2 separate regions of the Gossypium arboreum genome follow, and region 2 is linked to region 1. A link is a contact called in public Hi-C data. All regions are on one chromosome and are shown on one strand. Each heading gives the region's core, a stretch centred on a gene start, on an enhancer-like site or on the middle of the called end of the contact. The rest is flanking DNA. Distances are from core to core; before and after follow the strand shown. Region 1 holds the start of LOC108486421 (protein BRASSINOSTEROID INSENSITIVE 1-like). Region 2 has its middle 9.4 kb from the start of LOC128284054.

The links. Hi-C and Micro-C count contacts between places; a contact is called where the count stands out from the background.
Region 2: a Hi-C map of leaf shows a contact between it and region 1, with 1.7 times the contacts expected there. The contact joins the enhancer-like site here to the promoter of LOC108486421 in region 1. A contact is called at or near these places in 2 of 5 Hi-C or Micro-C datasets (both in leaf).

The regions. Positions count from the first base shown.
Region 1 is chr11:74,750,905-74,753,769 of ASM2569848v2, forward strand. It overlaps LOC108486421 (protein BRASSINOSTEROID INSENSITIVE 1-like), which reads left to right and starts at 1,370. Exons shown (of 1, transcript XM_017790474.2): 1 at 1,370-2,865. The coding sequence starts at 1,660.
Region 2 is chr11:75,206,614-75,209,478 of ASM2569848v2, forward strand. No RefSeq gene overlaps it. Among protein-coding and RNA genes, the nearest start is that of LOC128284054, 9.4 kb to the right of the region's middle. Within about 2 kb of position 1,433, at least 1 of the 2 cell types and tissues checked has an H3K27ac peak or open chromatin away from gene starts, as enhancers often do. A contact at or near this core is called in leaf, where this site is marked.

The DNA.
Region 1 (2,865 bases), core at 120-2,619:
ATGCCAAAATGACTTTTGATTAATCCTCGTGACCAAAAACAGAAGTCCTATTAAATTAAGAGATTGGGAATCTCCAATTAATTGACAGTGATGGATCAATCCTTTATCACACGTACGCTTCAAAAGCTAGAGAGACAAACAGTCTAACAAGTTTTCTCTTTCTTTCTTTTTAACATTAGAATAAGATAATGATAGCGAGTGAATAATAAACAAAAATTACAATAGAATTTATGTTAAAATACTTTCCAACTTCCCATGTCATTTTTATATTTGAGAATTAATTCTGTATTTCATTATTTATATTTTTATTTAAAATATAAATTTAATTATTAATATTGTTTAAATTTTTGTTAAATTTAAATTTATTGTCTTATTTTACAATATTTTTAAGTGTTTTTTAATTTTAAAATTTCAAACTAATAAATTTAATAATAAATTTTAATTAAAATTTTAAAATTAAATTAATAGTGAAACCAATCTCATCAATTTTAAATTTAATTGGTTTAACTCTTTATTATGTAATAATAAATAATCCTTTTCAGGCTAATTTTATAAACAATCACTTTAATAGTGTTCTAAGTGTAGGAAAATGACAAGAATCCTAAGACTTAACCAAATCAAAACATTTTTTTTAGAATTATTTTTCTAGAACAAACATAAAAACTTGATAACATATAGCTATATATTTTCAACTAATTATATCATGATATTTTTCTACGAAAACATGACATTTTATTAATAAACTAAATAGGAGTTTTAAATTTCTCTATAATGTGAAATAAAATTTATATAAGTTTTAGAATTATTAGATAATATTATGACCTACGTTGCCTTCATTATAGTCTAATTATGATTTTTATTCCCAATTTTCTATTATAATGTAATTATGATTTTTATACCAAATTAATCTCTTTATTTTAATTAATCAAGATATTTAATACTTAATAAAAAGTGAAAAGTTAAATTCATTGTTGATAAACATACGGATTTAATTGCTTAGTTTTATTAATTTGTTATATATAAATGATTGGAATATTAATTTTTAGGTTGAATTGCCCGAATTTTAAGTTAACGATTTAATAAAAATATTTAAATGTGTTATTTGATTAAACTAAAATTTTAGTTTTAGTAAAGTAGGGATGAAACTCTAAGAAACTACAATAAAAAGTTTATGTTTAGTATAGAATTATATTAAATATTAAGTCAAAAAGAAAAAGGAAAGTTATTATAAGTAGAAGATAAGGAGAGACCCATCCATCCCCTAATCTCATACACTTAATCACCCATCTAGAGAGACAAACATAATATTTTAATCATTAACTTAATCATACTTAATTGTTAGATTAAATATATTAATTTAGTTATCCAAGAATTGAACTTGTTGAAGAAAGAGAGAGTGTCTCACATGCCATGTGAACAACAGCTGTTTCCATTCCCCCACTTTGATAATACATCCTTCTTGCCATCTTTGCTCTTGTCTTTTGACTCCCATTATTTCTTTCTTCCCAAACCCAAACCAAATTAATACCACCATCTCTCTCTCTCTCTCAAACCAGATCTCAAAGCTCTCTTCTTTCTCTCTAATGGCACCCATCATATCCTAAAACACCTCTCTCCCTCTTTCTTTCTTGTCCGAAAGAAGTTAAATTTCCCACAAATATGAGGCCTTCATTAGCCTCAACAACATACTTTTCTCTCCTCATTCTTACATTCTCCGTCACCTTTCTTATCTCCCTCGAAGCTGCTGCTTCTGCTTCTTCCAAAAACAGAGATTCTCAGCCACTTCTTAACTTCAAAGCCAGCTTGCTTGACCCATCTCTTCTTCAAAGCTGGGTTGCTAACCAAGACCCTTGTAGCTTCAAAGGTGTTACATGCCAAGATTCCAAAGTTTCCTCTATTAATCTCAGCTACACAGCATTGAGCATTGATTTTCATATTGTTGCTGCTTTCCTTTTATCCCTGCAAAACCTGGAATCCCTTTCTTTGTTGAAGGCCAATATCTCTGGCAACATTTCTTTCCCTTCTGGGTCCAAGTGTAGCTCCCTGTTGACCACCTTAGATCTATCTCAAAACACCTTGTCGGGTCCTCTTTCAACTGTTTCCAACTTGGGTTCTTGCACAAACTTGAAGGTTCTCAATCTATCAAGCAATAGCCTTGAGTTTTCGGGTAAAGAATCCAGGGGTTTGAAGCTAAGTTTGGAAGCTCTGGATCTTTCTTTCAACAAGCTATCTGGTGAAAACGTGGTTCCTTGGATTCTTTATGGTGGTTGCTCTGAGTTGAAGCTCTTGGCTTTGAAAGGAAACAAGATTAGTGGTGAAATAAATGTGTCGAATTGCGGAAAGTTGCAGTTTTTGGATTTTTCATCCAACAATTTCTCAGTGGGGACTCCTTCATTTGGAGACTGCTTAGCTTTGGAACATCTTGATGTATCTACCAACAAGTTTTCTGGTGATATTTCCCATGCAATTTCTTCGTGTGTGAACTTAGAGTTCTTGAACCTATCAAACAATCAGTTTTCGGGGCCGATTCCAGCTTTGCCAACTTCCAAATTACGGCGCCTTTATTTAGCATTAAATAAGTTTGAAGGAGAGATTCCAGTGTATCTCACAGAAGGTTGTTCAGGCCTTGTTGAGCTGGATCTTTCTTCAAATAAGCTTTCTGGTATGGTTCCTAGTGGCTTTGGTTCTTGCTCTTCTATGGAGTCTTTTTCTGTATCGAGTAACAACTTCACTGGTGAACTCCCCATTGAAATATTCCAGAATATGAGTTCCTTGAAGGAGTTGGGTTTAGCTTTTAATTATTTCTCTGGTCCTTTGCCTGAGTCTTTGTCTAGTCTTTCCAACCTGACCGTCCTGGATCTCAGT
Region 2 (2,865 bases), core at 183-2,682, 460 kb after region 1:
CTTTTCTGATAACATTTGAGAAGAGAAATTATCATTTGTGTTCCACCTTTTTTATTTGGGTGTACAAATATTGAAGTACTGTGTTAACCTCGAAGGGGCAACGTCCACTACACGATTACACCGATCAAGGTGGATTTGTATCTACGGCAGTGGTTCTTCTACGACATAGTGATTATTTATTTATTTACGCTCAATTTATTTATCCTATCAACGCTAATTATTTCATTTTGCAGTAGTATATATCTAAGAGAAACAAATTTATTTTTAAGATTTTTTATAAAAGCCAAAAGAAGCAATACTTTAACCATCTTTGGATTTTTTATAAATGTCATGTCACAAAATGATTGTCTAAAAAGTGTTTTTAATGAAGCAAACAATTAGGGTAATATATGTAATGAATTATAGTTTAGGTATTAGTTTTGACAAAAAAATATAAGAATCAAAATAAAATAAAAGATATAATTTAAGTATAAATTTATCATTTAAGCCAAATTTTATTATATATCCATATGATATGTAAACTATAAAATTAATTATTTACTTTACCAAAATTTAAGGCTGAAGGGCAAAACTACAAACGAATTTCTGAAGTGACTGGTATAAAATAGTTAAACTCACCATTGAAACATTACATAAAATAACTAGTTTGTGGCACAACCTTGGTGAAAAAATTATATAATAATTTTATAAAAATAGACAAAAAGCCAAATGTAACTTTCGTTAAAATGGATAAATCATAATATTTTGTGCTCAAATTAATATATATTTTTATATTTTATATAAAAATATAAAAGAATACTTGTAAAATAATATTTCTTGTTTTGTAAAAATATAATTTTAATAGTTTTATAATTAAATAAAATCTAAATGATAACTAACACTAACTCAACTGAAATTCTTTAGGACAAATTATAAAAATAGTCACTTTTGTTTGCTTCATATTACATTTTAGTCATTTATGTATGAAATGGTACGTTTTAGTCACATACGTTATCGTTTTGTTACGAAATGGTTACTCCATCGTTAAACTCCGTTACCTCCCTAACGACAGTCCTACGTGACAGTCCAAATGGGTTTTAAATGCCAACTTAGATATCCAGTTGTTGGGATAAAAATAAATTTTTAATTAAATAAATTTAATTTGGACTACAACGTAGGACATCCAAGTTGGCATTTAAAACTCATTTAGACTGCCGTGTAAGACTGTTGTTAGGGAGGTAACAGAATTTAACGTTAAAGTGATTACTTTGTAATAAAACGATAACATAAGTGACTAAAACGTAACATTTCAAATATAAGTGACTAAATTATAATTTGAGGCAAACAAAAGTGACTATTTTTGTAATTTACCTAATTCTTTAAATAATTCATAATAATAACTTAAAAAGAGAGAAAAAAAAGGACCCCACACGTGTGGTAACATATGCACACAATAATTAGAGGCCCTAGCTTGAATGGCTGAGTGGGCCCACTGTTTTAGGGGCACAGGATAAAATAAAGGAATGATTAATTATAAAGAGAAAATCTAAACTTTATTTCTTCTTCTCATTTTTATCCTTTTAAGGCTGGATATGATATGTTATTTTTCTAATGTCTTAATGATTAATTAACGGTGGAGTTAAGTTTAAATAGGGTTAAAAGAATGGACGATTTTTTTTTTAATAATGGATGCTATTGATGTTTATTTTATTATCAAAATTGAGAATCAGATGAAGTAATAAAAGATTTATTCAGATTATTAAGTTTTTCATTGCTTTTAATGATTTTTATTGTTATTTTTAAAGTGCTTTTAGATAAAATGCATTTGGAGTCATATATATGTATATATTAAACAAAGAAATTTTGAATCTAATGGCAAAATTTTTATTTTTAAAATTGACTTTGAAAAAACACTTTTGAGTAAAATGACATTTTTTAAATTTCTTTATAATTTAATGTATTTTATGTAATATTTATATTGGGTACACAATTATTTTGATATTAAAATTTATTTTAAATATATAAAATTATATATTTAAATTTGTAATAATTATATTTTAATTTACATATTCAAATTAAATTTTATAAATAATTAATATTAATTATTTAAAAATATTTAAAATTTATATTTCATATAAAATATTTAAAATGAATTACAATAAATTTTTTAATTAATAGATTTGAATATTATTCAATTGTATATTTTTAATTCATAATATCATCTTTAAAATGAAAATTTTAATTTTAAAAAGCAACTTTTGATGACAATAATTAAATTTTAAATTTTAAATTTTAAATTGAAATTTTTAAAAATATTTGTTCACCATACCTTTGATATAAAAGTAAATGGAAAACTAGCAGTTAGTTAAATCAACCTTGAAATGAATTCTGTACCTTTTAAAATAATGATTTTAGGAAAAGGGCAACGAGTGGGTCTCTCACACTCTTATTTGTCCTTTCTTGTTTAAAAAATAAATGTAAAGTACAAAAGGAAGGGGGAGATGAAAGAAAAGAAAATGGATCAATGCCACACGAGGGAACGAGAAAGAGATGACTACTGAAAGTTGAGGGTCCTACCCCTCTAATTATTTTGCTATCAACACAAAAGTAGGGGGGAAATGAATCCTTTTCTCGTTGGCTACTATTAAAATTATCAATGTAGTAAATGGCACTTGTGATTCTAAGGTGTATTTAGTTTAATCTTAATTTTCTAGTCGTAATGGGTTACGGGCGATATAGATAGAATAGAATTTTATTGAAAATTTAAATGTAAATATTTTATTTCTGTTGTTGTAATTCAAATGACTCCAATTGTAATAATTTAATCTTAGTTGAAAGTGTTATAATAAACTAATCATTCAATTAGTTTTTTTTAAATTATTTCTA